2 separate regions of the Sus scrofa genome follow, and region 1 is linked to region 2. The links are chromatin contacts, called in public promoter capture Hi-C maps. All regions are on one chromosome and are shown on one strand. The core of a region is the stretch at or near the end of the contact, and the rest is flanking DNA. Distances in the headings are between cores, read along the strand shown.

The links. Promoter capture Hi-C pulls out the DNA fragments that hold promoters and counts their contacts.
Region 1: a contact with region 2 is called in a promoter capture Hi-C map of fetal skeletal muscle, with 2.2 times the contacts expected there. The contact joins the promoter of RIMS3 here to the promoter of CITED4 in region 2. A contact is called at or near these places in 2 of 5 promoter capture datasets (fetal liver and fetal skeletal muscle) and 2 of 47 Hi-C or Micro-C datasets (heart right ventricle and liver).

Annotation. Positions count from the first base shown.
Region 1 is chr6:170,500,265-170,507,652 of Sscrofa11.1, reverse strand. It overlaps RIMS3 (regulating synaptic membrane exocytosis protein 3), which reads right to left and starts at 1,261. Exons shown (of 9, transcript XR_002345277.1): 1 at 946-1,261.
Region 2 is chr6:170,323,076-170,330,329 of Sscrofa11.1, reverse strand. It overlaps CITED4 (cbp/p300-interacting transactivator 4), which reads right to left and starts at 5,543. Exons shown (of 3, transcript XM_003128106.4): 1 at 5,067-5,543; 2 at 4,944-5,064; 3 at 4,190-4,941. The coding sequence starts at 5,270. The coding sequence ends at 4,706.

The sequences.
Region 1 (7,388 bases), core at 12-2,511, 180 kb before region 2:
ACAACACCCCTGCGGCGGGGTGGGGGTGGGGGGTAAGCACGGACATTCGCCGGCCTCCCCCACCTCACAGGGCCACATCCAAACAGCCCCCAGGTGGCAGAGGCCAGTGCCCCTGTTCTCTGGCCTCGGTATGGTGTTGCCCACGCCATTCGCGACCTCAGGAGCTACCGGCCTTCTCCGGCTTTCCAGGCCCGGCGGACGGGGAAGAAACCCACTCCTCGGGAATGAGTTATCCAGAGAAGGTGATGAGGACAGGGGTCCAGGCAGCTTAGGGGCCAGCAGGCGAAGACAATCTCGCCTTGAATGAGACGGGCCCAGGTGGCCCACCAAGAGTCATACTAAGCCACCCTGAACCCTGGACTCCCCACCATGGATTGATCAATGGCCTTTCTCAGCTTCATAGAGCACCCCTCCCCCAATCCTAGGGCTGGAGGGGGCATCATCCCTTTTCTTGGGTGGGTGGGTGGCAACACAGCGGTATCTCATTGGGAAAAAAGAGTGGCCAGCTTCTCAGCCAGGGCGCAGGCAGGAGAGAGAAAGGCAGGCTGGCTTCCAGCTCTCTTTCCAGGAGGGATTTTTAGCACTTTCCAAAAATGCCACGGAAGGCAACGCTGTTGAAGACCAGGGAGGGCCCCCAGTGCTTTGAGCATCAGTAAAGAACTCAAGACTCCGGGGCCTCTACTCCATTTTCCGGGCTTCCCCAAACACCTAAGGTTCCCTTCTCATACCTTAGCCCCCCCCACCCCCGAGTGGCATCACACACACACACACACACACACAGTGCTCCTCCCCTGAGCCCCCGTACCCCAGCCCCAGCCCCCGGCACACTCAGATCCCTACGTGGCGCCTCACGACCAGAGACCCCTCCCCCGCCCCGTGGTCCCCCAGACCTCCGCAGCCCCCTCCTCACGTCCACTCCCAGGCGAGCAAGGCCTGCAGACTTACCCAGAGGTGGGCCTGGGGTCCAGACAGGGAGGGGTCTCCGCTGGCCGAGGCGGCTCCGCAAGGCGGGGCAGGTGTTGCCCCGGGACCCGCCCCGCGGATCCGGAGGTAGGCGCGGCCCAGTCCCAGGCGGGTGGCGGACTCCGAGGGGCAGGGGCGCGGGGCGGGGACGGGCGGCGAGAGAGGCTCACGGGGGCATCGCCCGCCACCGAGCCGGGCAGCTCAGCTCCGCCAGCCTGCGCTGCCGGCTCCGCAGCCGCCACCGTTCTCAGCCGCCGCCGGGTGCAAAGCCCGAGACCCGGCTGGCGGGAGGCGAAGAGGGAGGCGGGGCCTGGTGGGGGCGGGGCCTCGGGAGCGGGCGGGGCCAGCGGAGGGGCGGGGCCATCTGGGGCGGGAGAGCGGAGGAGGTGGGCGGGGCCTAAGGGAACCTGGGGAGTACGGGTTTGCCAGGTTGGGGCGACCTGTGCTAATAAGGCCTGGAAGGCGCAGGGTGGGGAGGACGCCCCGAGCCTCTCCACTGTCCCCAAAACGCTCCTGCTCATGGTTGGCCCCGCTCCCCACCTCCACCACTGTCTGCTCTTCCTTCTCTCTGGGGAACCTCCCAGGACCTCCCTGGCAACACAGTAGCCCTGTCACACCCTGTACCAGATCCAGGAATGTCATGATGACAGCAGGGGACATGTCCTACAAACATCAAGTCCAAGGGTTCCCTGATGGCCTAGTGGTTAAGGACTCGGCTTTGTCACTGCCGTGGCTCGAGTTGGATCCCTGGCCCACGGAACTTCCGCATGCTGCAGAAGCGGCCAAAAAAGGAAAAGAAAAAATCAAGTCCAGTTTACAGAGGAGAAAAGATTGGCCCCAGTGCCTGCTGTGAAGAAAAACACTTTGCAATGTCGCTTGCAGACAGAGGGCAAGGGAGTAGGCTAACCTCCCCTCGTCCCCTTTTCTCCTAGAGCAGGGGTTTTCAACCTGGGGTGATTTTTGCCGCCCCCACCCTAACATTTGACAGTGTCTGGAGACGTCTTTGGTTTTCACAACTGGGGTTTGCCCTGGCATCTACTTAGAAGAGATGAGGGTTGCTGCTAGAGAGTCCCCAATGCACAGGACAGCCCCAAATGTCACTACTGCCAAGACTGAGAAGCCCTGCTCTAGGATGCAGCATCCGTCTAAATGCTTCCACCTGGGCTCCCTGCGGCCGGGGCTTGAGGAGGCACCGAGTGAAATCTCCCCCGGGGTCACGCTGCCCCCATCGTGCTGCCCTCGGCCTCGCTCAGCTGATCATTTCCGCTTCGGGACTCCAGTGTTCTCAATTCCACTCCTTCATGGAGGGAACAACGTGACTACCGTTTGCCTTCCTGACTGTTTGCTGAAGTCAGGCAAAAGGAGCCGTCTCCCTACTCAGGGCATGGATGGGGAGTGGAAGGGTGTGGGGGGAGGAGGCAAATGATGGGGATTATTTAAGTAAAAAATCGAGCCTCCTGAGGAGAACCAGCTGTATCTTCAACACACCCCTCCCCCGAACTCATCCCTTCTCACCTTCTCAGTTGTTAAACTGAGACCCAACAATTGGGAGAGCCTGGAGCTGGGGCTCACAGCTGGCCAAGTGGCGAAGGGACTCACAATTTTATGCACTTAGTAACTAAACTTTTGTCATCATCCAACCTACATCAGGCCTAAAACTAAGAGCTGTGCTGTAGAACACTTGCTCTGCAGCAGCAAAGGGGATTAGACTGGGGAGCAGGGGACAAGACGGAGGCCAGGGAAGTGGCCAGAATGGTGGTGGAGGTGAAGGATGGGGAGAGCAGAGACTGACGGTGTGGAGGGGAAGGAAGGAATCGAGATTGCTCTGTGCTCCTCCCCTGTACCCCATCACAGAGACCCGTACACCAGAGGATCCCTTTGGAAGCATGGTTCCTTTGCGCATCTCTGGAAAACGTGGAATTTCCCTCTGCAGAAATGTGCAGATGTGTCCTTTGCATATAATTTCAGGGACTCCAAAGCTCCATACTGGCTTCCAGAAGGATTAGGTAGGGTTGATTCTTAAGTGTATGTAGAAGAATAAACATGCAGAGACCAAAAAAAATCTAGAAAAAAAGGAATGGAGTGCCGAAATGGACAAGCACACAAGCACACAAAGGAATTTGGTGTAGGATAGAGACAGTGCTTCAGACAAATGGGGGAAATACAGGCTTTCCAACAAATGGGTGGAATAACAGGCAAGTGATCTGGGGAAATAAGAGAAAGCTGTGTCCTTACCTGACCCTGAAATAAATTCCAGGTGGAGCATGTATTTAAATAATAACATCATAATGTACCAGAAGAAAACATCACGAATGTTTTGACAAATCTGGACGGCTGGAAAGACTTTCTAAGCCTGACGACACCTGGACGCCAAAGGGAAAACATCAATAAAGCTGACTATGAAACCTCTATAGAGAAGTGGCCCTACTCAAGTTGGAAAGACAAATGACAAACCGGAAGGGATACATCCCAGCTGCCCCCTGCTCTTGCACCCTCTGGCCTGCCCGTCCCTCCCCCAAGCCGCGAAGGGCATAAGCAGAAGGGAGGGCCGCCAGTGGCTCTGAGAGTCAAGGCCAGCACCTGACGGAGGCTCCTCCCCCGGCGCCCTGGCCAGCGCCCACCTGTTCCGGCGCTGGGAAGCCCCGGAGATCCCAGCCCGACCATCTGGGTCCACAGCAGGTGCTTTAGCACAACCGAGCCGGCGTCCGCGCCAAGGCTGCTCACCACTGCCTTCGTGTGGCCATCCTGGGAACTGCGGTCCTCGGTCCAGCTCCCGCAGTTTCCCAGCGTTAAGGCGGGACTATTGTTCTTAATATAAATAAGTTAAATTTGTGAGGAAGCAAACAATGCTGAAGGCATTGTGCTAAACACTCGGGGTAGAATACTTCCTTTGATCCCTCTTCTGGTGGGTTCACTCTGTTATTTCCATTTGACAAGTGAGAAAACAGGATTAGAAAGAAGTGACTTGTCCAGTCTTAAGTGCATATAGAAGAATAAACATGCAGAGACAAGTGGTGTCTTGGGATTCAAGGTCCGACTCCGGGGCTCAGTCTTCATATAACAAAGCAAAGTCCCTGAGGGCGTTCAATAAACAGAATTCTTAAGGTTAACCTTGAACCAGGCCTTATCCCAGGTGCTGGCAATTCAGAATGAGGGAAACAGCCAACGGGAAAAAGAGGCAGAAAATATTTTCGATACACTAAATCTTGGAAACATCAGTGAACATGTTGATCCCAGAATCTGAGAGCTTCTGGGTTTCTGCTGTGTTGCTCTAGGGACCCAGCCTGCCTCTTTCCTCCCAGACGCTCCCCACCTGGGCTTAAGGTACCAGTCACCTAAGCCCAAAACCTGAGAGTCACTCTTTTTTTTTTTTTTTTTTTTTTTGCCTTTTAGGGCCACACCCGCAGCCTATAGAGGTTTCCAGGCCAGGGGTAGAATCCAAGCTGTAGCTGCCGGCCTACGCCACAACCACAGCCACAGCCACGCCAGATCTGAGCCATGTCTGCGGCCCGCACCACACACAGCTCACGGCAATGCCAGGTCCTTAACCCACTCTTGACTCCTGCCTTATCCTCACCTCCCTCCAGGTAATCACCAGAGTCTGCCCAATCTACCTTCTCAATGCTCTGCAGGTTCACTGTCTGCTTTCTATCCCCACGTGGGACCCTCAGCCAGACGGCCTTCCTCAGGTTGTTTTGTTTGTTCGTTCGTTTGTTTGCTTGTCTAGGTTTCTGGTTTGGGGAGGGTTTTGGCTACACCCAAAGCATGTGGAAATTCCTAGGCCAGGGACCCAAGCACACGGCAGCAACCCAAGCCACTGCAGTGACAAGACTGGATCCTTAACCTGCTGTGCCATAAGGGAACTCCCCTTCCTCATTCTTGAATCCAGCTGCTGGCTGTGACTGGGTCTCACCACTTTCAAACTTTCACATACAGAGAAGTCCTTCTGAAGCAAACCTGGCCACATTCCCCTCCTACTGAAACCTCTTTTCATTGATGGAGTCCACAAATATCAAGCAAGCATTTATTACATGATGTGTACCGAGGACACACCAATGAGCAAAATATAGAAATTAAAGTCGATTGGGGGGTTCCTGCTGTGGCTCAGAAGTAACGAACCCAACTAGTACCCATGAGGACGTGGGTTCAATCCCTAGCCTTGCTCAGTGGGTTAAGAATGCTGTGAGCCATGGCTAGGTCAAAGACACAGCTCAGATCTGGCATTGCTGTGGCTGTGGCAGAGGCTGGCAGACATCAATCCAATGACCACCCAGCAACCCCTGCCACCAAAACAATGTGTAACTACAAACTGGGATATGTGTCCAAGAGGGGTCTGACCCAGTAAGGGAGGTCCTAGAATGCTCTCCCAAGGTATTCACCTGAAGTCTGAATAGCAGTCAACAAGATCAAAGAGTCAAAGATGGGGTAAGAGCTGAAGGTGCCTCCCTGAGCCTCAGTTTCCTCATCTGTATTTTGGGAGTATATAGAGCTGTGGCGATTAAATGAGTTAATGTGTATAAAGCCTTAGAATAGGTTCTAGGACATAACTGTGCTGTAACTTTTAGCTATAATAATAATTATTATTAATTTTTTAAAGGTAGAGAGACATTGGAAGCCTATCAGCAAAGAATGTAAAAGAGCAAGTAGCATTTTTTAGATGTCCCTCTGGCTGCAGGGGAAAGCATGGATTGCGACAAGGAAATCCATGGGGTTTAAGGAGGAGACTTTGGCAGGAGACCACTGAGAGCTCTGAGACTTTTAAACTAACAAGGTAGCGGGGACTTGGAGAGCTTTTGTGATTGAGGTAGTAGAAATGACTAGCCTTGGTGTTTGACTGGTGGTGGGATACGGAAGGAGGTGGCAAGGGGCCTCCCCGGCATTGCGGCCCTGGCAGCAGGGGTGGTGGCAGTGAAGTTCGTCACCAGGTCAGGCCAGCTTGGAGGAGGACCGGGCCTGGGAAGGATGCTGAGTCCTATTCTGGATGTGTTCAGATTCAAGTATGTTGGGGATGATGGGCTGCCAAGGAGTTAGGTCTGGAGTTCAGAGGAGAAGTTGTGGCTGGAGACATCAGATTGGAATTGTTGGCAAATGCATGAAAACTGGACCCCCATCGACCCATCTGGAAAAGGTGGGAGGAAGAGAATAACAATGATGTTTAAGGCTCCTCCTGGTTCCAACATGTGTAGGATTCCAAGTGTTCAGGTCGGTAGGGACTCCAGAGACAAAAAAGAAAAAACCTGCACGGCCTGAACGACTTGGCAGAGGCTGCTTGGAAGCTGTTATCCTTTCATCTGACTTTCCTTCACTGAGCAGTTACTATGAGCCACACGCTCTGCTGGAGATGGAAGGGTCAGGAGACCCAACCCCTGTCCTTGGGGAATTCATAGCCTGGTACAGAAACAGGAGGCAAATGGCAATTCCAAAATAGGAACCCAGGTGTCCTAAGGCAAGCCTGGGAGGCCAAGAGATGCTTCCCAGAGGAAGTGACATCCAAGACAAGAGCCGAAAGTCGGTACCGGAAAGCTGTGTGGGAATCTGGGCAGAGAGGGCTGTTCATGTGATTGTTTTTAAAGATTCTCTCGCCTCTTGAATTTTCAGCTTTGGACTCTATCCGTGTGACCTGAGAGCCCATTTCAGTACTGAACCCGGCAATAGTAGTTGCATCTCTTCAGCTATGTTGAAATTGTCTTCTTCTAGATCCTTCTCCTCAAAGCTCTTCCTGCCTCAACTCTACCCTCTAAGGACTTGGATGAGGGTGGGGCAAGAGAGGCGCCTCGGGGACAAATTTAGGGAGGCACTCACTGGGAGGGGCACACAACGTGTCCCCGGCGCTGCACTCGGCTCACCCCAGTCCGTTCACACCTGTGGCTCCTTCGCTTTACAGAGGCCCTCCTCCCACTCCCTTGCTGCTCAATAGCACCTCCTCCTGGCTGTCTGCTCTTCTCCCCCACCATCCCTCCCCCCTCCCTGAGCCCGTGGTCCTCCGTGCCCTAATAGCATGGTAAAGGTTGTGCGGTGCGGTGTCGGCAGAGCAGGCTTGGCATCAGAGCCCTGCTGTGCTGTTTATTATCCCTGAACCATTCTCTGAGTCAGTTTCCATGTGTGTCAAACGTGGCGCCAACTTCACAGGGGAGCCGTAAGGATTAAATGAAAAACTGCATGTAAAGCGATCAGCAGTGATTGGTACAAGGGACTCAGTAAGTGGTAGCTATGATGACTTTATTTATACTTCTAAAGCACTCAGACACTGAACGATAGAATCTAATTATTTTCCTGCCTTTGTCTTCACTGTATCATAAGTTCCCCGGAGCAGGGAGGAGGAGGAGGAGAGGATGGGAGACAAAGAAGGTCTTCATAGGCCACATTTAACAGGCATCAAGACTTGTCTGCTGCGTAACTCGAGCAAAGAACTGACAAAGCCTACG
Region 2 (7,254 bases), core at 4,294-6,793:
CTTCGAGGCGGAACTCACTCTCTGAGCCGGCTTTCTGATGTCTGGGACGGAAATACAACCACCTAGTGGTGCCATGTGCAGGCTCAAAGGAGAGGCTCGAAGAGAAAGAGCACCCACTGGGTGCTGTTAGGGCCCATCACGCCTGCATGTACTAGGCACTCAGCAAGTCTGACAGCCCCACAGTCAGCAGGAACCCTGAGCCAGCACTTCTAGCCGCGGGTGGTGTAGAGAGTCAGGCAAGGATGGATTAAGGAATTCAAGAGGATTACATGGTAATCAGCTCGACCACCTAAGCTCCCTGGGAAAAGACCAGGAGCAGACTGTTCATTTAATTCACTCAGCAAATGACTGTTGAACATTTAGCTGAGCTGAGTGATGGGCGAGGGCGATGGTGCTGATGGTGGCAGCTCAATATTGAGAACCCACCTCGTACCCGGCACTTCTGCAGTCTCGTCACATCGGCCCTGCTAGTCCTTAAAAAGAATTTTCCCCTCTAATGGGGAAGGGGCTCGTCAGGTCTGGGACCAGGGAGAGGCAAACGAGACACCCGGCAACACCTTTAACGAGGCGTTCCTTTTTTTTTTTTTTTTTTTTTTTTGTCTTTTTAGTGTCGCACAAGAGGCATATGGAGGTTCCCAGGCTAGGGGTCGAACTGGACCAGTAGCCACCGGCCTACACTACAGCTCATGGCGATGCTGGATCCTTAACCCATGGAGCGAGGCCAGGGATCCAACCTTTGTCCTCATGGATGCTCGTCAGGTTCGTTTCCACCGAGCCACCGCAGGAACCCCGAAGGAGGCGCGTTCTTAGGACACTCGCCTCACCCTAGTTCCAGGGCTTATGGTGGACACTGGGAGTGTGTCCAGGTCCTGCTCCCATCAGATCGTTCCCCGGGCCTCCGGGAGGGCCGTGGGCAGACAGTCTGCCCTGGCAGCTCCCCCAGCGACGGCTCAGCAGGCGAGTGGTGCCCCGCCCACGGTCACACCACTTCCCCAGGCAGCCACGTCCGCTGACGGATGGGCCAGGAGTGAAAAGGAGCACGAAGGCCCAACATGGGGTGGGAGACTCTTCTAGCCTCAGACCTCCCCGCACACTGGCCAAGGTTCTTACTGAGCCTGCCTTGCAGCTTCCTCTGCTCACTCCTCGGACCCTCCCCTCCACGGGTGCTGACTAGGGGCTCCCTAGTAAAATTCTTGCAAGCTGGGGAGCGCCTGTGGTGGCTCAGAGGTAACTTGACCAGTATCCACGAGGATGCGGGTTCGATCCCTGGCCTCGCTCAGTGGGTTAAAGGATCCAGCGTCGCTGTGGCTGTGGTGTAGGCCAGCAGCTGCAGCTCCAATGAGACCCCTAGCCTGGGAACTTCCATATGGCATGGGTGCAGCCTCAAAATGACAAAAAAAAAAAAAAAAAAAAAAAAAATCTTGCAAGCTACCTACAATCTCAGAGTTGGCTACGGGGGATCCCAGTAGGGTTAGACTCCCCCCCGCCGACCCCCGCTTCCTAACTGGATTAGAACACAGCATCTCTAAAGACTCTAATACAAAGGGGAGTTCCTTGGTGGCCTAGTGGCTAAGGACCCAGCGTAGCCACTGCTGTATACATACAGCCCCAGAAATCCAGGGTTCAGGGATGATAAACTACGAGCTACACTGTTCTAAACACCTTGTGGGAATTAACTACCATCGTCTCCACTGCAGCTCCAGGAAAGAGGTACAATTAGCATCTCCATGCTGTAGATGAGTCGGAGGGAAGTCATAATTTTCTTGGGAAAAACTCCTTGGTAATGAAATCCAGCTGACGAAAAGATGATTCAAAATAACAAACTTCAGCCTGAGGAAACCTCCATATGAAAAGAAAAACCAAACAACAAAAACAAAAAAGAAGATGAAATAATGTCTTGCCTGTGTCATGACTCAGTTCCCAACCCTGAGAGAGCCTGACTCCCAACCCCAAAGACCCAGCCCGGGTAAGAGAATGAAATCCTCAGGACGGGAAATGGGGAGTGGGTTACCTGAGGGGGCAGCCCCTGGAAGAGGAACCACGGGAAGCTGGTTGGATCCCTGCAGGACAGTCAAGACTCAGAGGTAAGGTGACTTAGCTTGAGGTCCCAGCAGCTCGTGGAACTGCATCTAGAAATGGCCCCTGAGGCTATCAGAGCACAAGGCAGGGAGGACACAGCCATCCTCCCCTCAGCGGGGAGGGCAGAATTCCGCAGAGCGTCGGGAATGTGAGGGCTCAAGGTGTGTGCCGCCCCAGCCTTTTCCTCTCTGCCCATAGGTCTGCTGTCCAATTGCTCAGCTGCCCCTCTGGGAGGGATGGAGAGTGGGAAGTAGCCCAGGAGCTCGGGCTCCCTCTTCTACCCTTTCTTTCTTTTTCTCCTTGTTTTAAGGGCTGCACCTGCGGCATATGGAAGTTCCCAGGCTATGGATTGAATCGGAGCTGTAGCTGCAGCACGCAGCTCATGGCAATGCCAGATCCTTGACCCAGTGAGCGAGGCCAGGGATGGAACCCTGGATTTTCACCGTAACCCCTTTCATACGGAGAGCACCTCAGGACAAACCTACCGCTTTCATCCCATCCCCGGGTCTGTTCTCCTGTTACTATGAGGCTTACTGCCTTGTGAAATAGTAGGGCAGGTCATTAGCTCTATTTTACTGGTGGAGAAACTGAAGCCAGATGAAGGTCAGGCCCTCCTGTGCCAACCCAGCCCTTTGGTTTTTATCTCTGGCCTGGGATCTTGGGCAAAGTGAAGCAAACCCTGGCTGCTCTGAGCCCAGCACTCAGGCCAGTCCTTCCCAGAAGCGTCTCTGCCCTTTTTCCTCATCCCATCCCAGAATATGCTCCTTATCTTCGGGGAGATCTTCATTCATTCTCCAGACACGGCTGTGGCCCTCTGCTGGCATGGTGGCTGCACAGCTGGAGCTGACAGTGAGCCCGGGTGAGCTCACAGGCTGGAGGGAAAGTCAGGTCAACAAGCTTGGCACGGAGGTGAAGCCAAGCTTCGCCAGCCGCAGGGCACAGGTCACAGCTCTGTGCTCCTCTCCACCAAGTCTCTGGAATTCACTCTCCTCTCCAGCCCCCCTGCCTGTCCTAGCCCGGTCCTCCGCCTCTCCTCCCTGCCTTCCAGCCCTCTCTTCCTGCCTTTCTCCCGCACCTCAGAAGCACTTAGGGATCTTTCCAGAGAGAGGCAACAGCAGAGGGTGGGCAGGAGCATACGCTGCTGCTCCGGACTGAGGCCAGACTCTGCCAGGTCTGGACCAGAGTCCAGATGCCTCACCTGCAGAACGAGGACCGTGCCTACTTCTCAGTCCCCGGAAAACCAAGAGACCTTTGTTGTCCCTGTGAGAGGCCCCATGCTTTACCGCCCAGGCCCCGGCCTGGCAGCCTCCCTGCCTTGAGCCGGCTCTCTGCTTGCACACCTTCTTTTCCAAGTCCTACCGAGACTCATCCTTGAAGGCCCTGCTCACCCGATCAAATGTCCCCACCTCCCCAAGCCTGAACTGGCCGGACCCCCAGCCAGCTGAAGATGCTTCCTCTTCTGGGTTTGCCCGCTAGGCATCCTGCCTGTTTTCTAGTCCGCATCCCTCTCTTCCTTGTCCCAAGACGAGTGGGTTTCCAGGCCTGTCGTCCCCTCCTCCCACCTGGACTGTGACTCCTCGAGGGATGACTATTACTGTGAAATCACCACCACTATTATTTACGGAGGCCCCGCGTGCCTGGCACTGCGCTAAACGCCGCCCATGGCATGCGACCCTCACGGCCACCTAAGACGCGGATCCACTGTCCCTCCGAGGAAATGGCCTCAGAAACCTGAATGGATGGCGCCCAGAACAAGGGGGAGAGCCCGGGTTCAAAGCCAGGGCTGTCCAAGCCTTCGGGTATACCCAGCTCCCGGCCGGCCTGCCTGCAGAGCCAACAGGGAGGGCCGCACCCCCAAGCTCCCTCCACCCCTCCCAGGAGCCCCCGCCTTCACCCTTGGGTTACGGGGTGGCGGCAGCCTCTGCCTTCCAGATTATGACAGGACGATTGCACCACGCACAGGCATTTTCAAAAGCAACCGTCAGTTTCCTCTCCTGGCCACTGCCGGGGGATGTGGCCTCCACCCCACCCAGGGTCTCCAACAGCCTCAGGACTCTAGGAGCCAAATATAGCCTAGGGCTGGAGTGATAAGGAAATGAACACGCCAGACTGGAAAGTGACCCAGTTTTATTTGGTGTTGGAGGCCACTTGCAGGGGTGAGGGCTGCACAACCTGCCCCTCCCCAGAGCGGGAGGCCCAACGAACGACCTCAGGACCCAGGCCGCCAGGGCGGGGCCAGGCGGGTGGGCGGCTCCCGGGACCCAGTGAACACCGTGGGCTGCGCGAGGAGAGGGGGAATCAGGCAGAGGCCTGGAATGGCTCAGATTGGGGAGCTGGGTTGGAGGATCCGAGAGGAGAGCATACAGAATCCAAGAGCTGGGAGGCTGCAAGGGGCGTCCAGACCCCTTCGCTTTAGCCCTGTGGCTCCGGGTCAGAGAGATGAACCCAAACTGTCATCCTGCAGCAAGCAGGGCCTGCAGTGAGGCCCGGCGTCCCGGCCCGGCGTCGGCTCGGTGCGCGAACCGCTGCCTCACCCTCACGGAAGGTGCGTGCCGGGGCCCCGGCGCTGGGTGCCGAGTCCGGCGGGGCCGGCCCCCTTCTCTCGGCCACGCCGGGCAGGCGTCGCTTAGCAGCTCACCGAGCCAGCGGGCGGCGCCGAACCCAAGTCCGAGAAGCAGTCGAACTCGCTCTGGCCCAGGAAGAGCTCGGGCAGCTCGCGCACGCGGTGCAGCCCGAGCTCCAGCTCCAGCGACGTCAGCGCCTCCTCGTCGATGAGTTCGGCGTCCATGCAGCCCAGAGCGTGCGCGGGTGGCGGCGGTGGCGGAGCTGGGGCTCCGGGCGCCGGCTGTGGGCCCGGGGGCCTCCCGGGGCGCCGGGGGGCGCGGTCGCGCGACTTGGGTACAGCGTCGCCACGGGCTGCAGGTGCGCGCCGCTGGCGGCCGGCGGCGGCGGCACAGCCGGAAAGGACTGGAAGGTTGGCGGCGGCGGCCCAAGGCCCCGTACGTCAGAGCCCCGGGTGGGGGCGGCGGCGGCGGGCCCAGCGGAGTCCCCCGCGGCCGCAACCCGCTGTCCAGGCCGGGGCCCGAGTACGGCTGCAGCGTCCGGAGCACGTGAGGGCCTTGGGCCGGCGCGGGAGGCGGTGGCCTGGGCACCAGGCGGTAGCCCTCGGCGAGCAGCAGGTGGTCTGCCATGACGGCCGGCCGGCTGCTGGCGGCTGCGGACCAGGGGTCAGCGCGGGCGTCCCCCGGCCCGGACCAGCGGTTCCTCTGCGCCGAGGGATCCGGGCGCCGTGCCCTCTCTGCACCCTAGCTGGGCAAAGGAAATCCGAACCCGACCTGTGCTTCTGCGCAGCCCAGGACGCACGAACTCAGAGCTCCCGTGCGCCCCAGCTCAAGGCGAGAACGACCCTGCTCAGCCACCAGGTCCGGCAGCGAGAGCTCAGCGACGCGCCCGCGACCTCCGCGCAGCCTTATACCCAGAGGCGGGGTGCCCCGCCCCCGAGCGCTCATTGGCTGGGTGAGACGATGGGCGGGCCCGCCGCGCCGCGCCTCCTGGAGGTCTCGGCCGGGTTCCTGTCCCAGCTCCGCCCTTTGGACCTTAGGCCCGCCCCCTGGGGCTTTGAGGTCTGTCCCGAAGCCTGGTGTTTGGCACTTTGCAAAAGGCTTGGTCTGGCTGCCCTAGGCTCAGTCTCAGGGCTAGATGGGGCCAAACTTGAACAGACCAGAAGATGGAGTGCGAGGGGTAGAGGAGTTACTAGGCCCCCTGAACTGCAGGATCACAAGCCCAACCTCTCAACCCTCTCAATTTTCCAGATGAAGAAAGCTGGAGAGGCAGAAGGCGTTTCCTGGGAATACAAAGTAAAGCCTGGACAGAAGGGAGACTCGAACCCAGGCCTTTTGATTGCCGCCTCTACACAGGGCAAGGACACCTTTGCGGCGCAGAGTTCCCCGGACAGTCGGCTGCCCGACTCCATAATCCCAGGAGTCCCAGTTACCCTCCCTCGGCTCCTGCGCCCTTGTCTGTGAAAGCACGTACTGAGTCGTTATTAAAGTAATTTATGGGCATGCCTGCTGAAGGACTTGTTCATCCTTGTGTCCTCAGCCCTTGGCCCAGAGCCTATAGCTCAGGGCAGGTTTTCAGTAAAAGTTGGGTGAATCAACAGACGATCAAATGAATTGCACCTCATTCCCCTGCACTCGTTTCTTCATCCGTAAAATGGGGCAACGACAGTACCAAACTCACTGGGTTGCTGTGAGAGTTAAAGGAGGTGGTGTGTGCACGGTGCCCAGCACAGTGCCTGGCGTGCAGTAGGTGCTCAAAAATGTTCCTCAAATGAATGAAAAGCTGGATTTAGTTCTGTCCCTAGGGACCTTCTGAGTGGGGGATGTTGCCCTTCCCGTGATAGCAATAGTTAGAAGGTGGATGTTTAGAATGCTATACATTCTACGCACACCTTACTGGGGGCAGTGCATGGATTATCAATCCCATTGTGCAGATCAGAAGACCGAGGCACGGAAACTGACTGTCCTAGGGTCATACGCAGCCAGAGTTAGCCGTGTCCTTAGAGCAGCTGGAGTCTCTCCTGGTGGCCAAGAGACAACCTTCTGGAACCTTGCCCTTCTCCTGTTTGCCACTCCGCCCCTCCCTTCTCTGGCTCCCCGCTGCTGGTAGCGTCCTTGGGATTTCCTGGAACTTGGGTTTATCCAGCTGGTGCAGACAGGAGAACCGTAGCATGAGAAGCCAGAGGCTCAAGTTCTAATCGTGTCTCTACCACCCGCAGCAGTATGACCGTTGGGTGTTGGGGGGCAGGGTGTCACTTTTTTCCCCAGGGCCTCAGCTTTCTACTCAGTAAAAGGGAGATTGTAGTCACCTGAGAGCTTGTGAGAAGGTCACAAGTGACCATGGATGCAGTCACATTTTTGGCAAAGTGTAAAAGCTACACACATGGGAATTGACTCCCCCGGAGTCTGTCTTTAATAAAAGTGTCAAATGGAAATTCCTAAACATGGCTGCACCTCAGACTCAGCAAGGGGAGGGTGGTGGTACAGAGGAAGAGGAGGCTTTGAAAAATCCTGAATCTCTGGCTCCATCCAGCCTCCTGACTCAGATTCTGGGAGGGTATTTGGAATCATAAATTTGTATGGTCTGAAGATTTGGGAGCCGTTGTGCCACTAG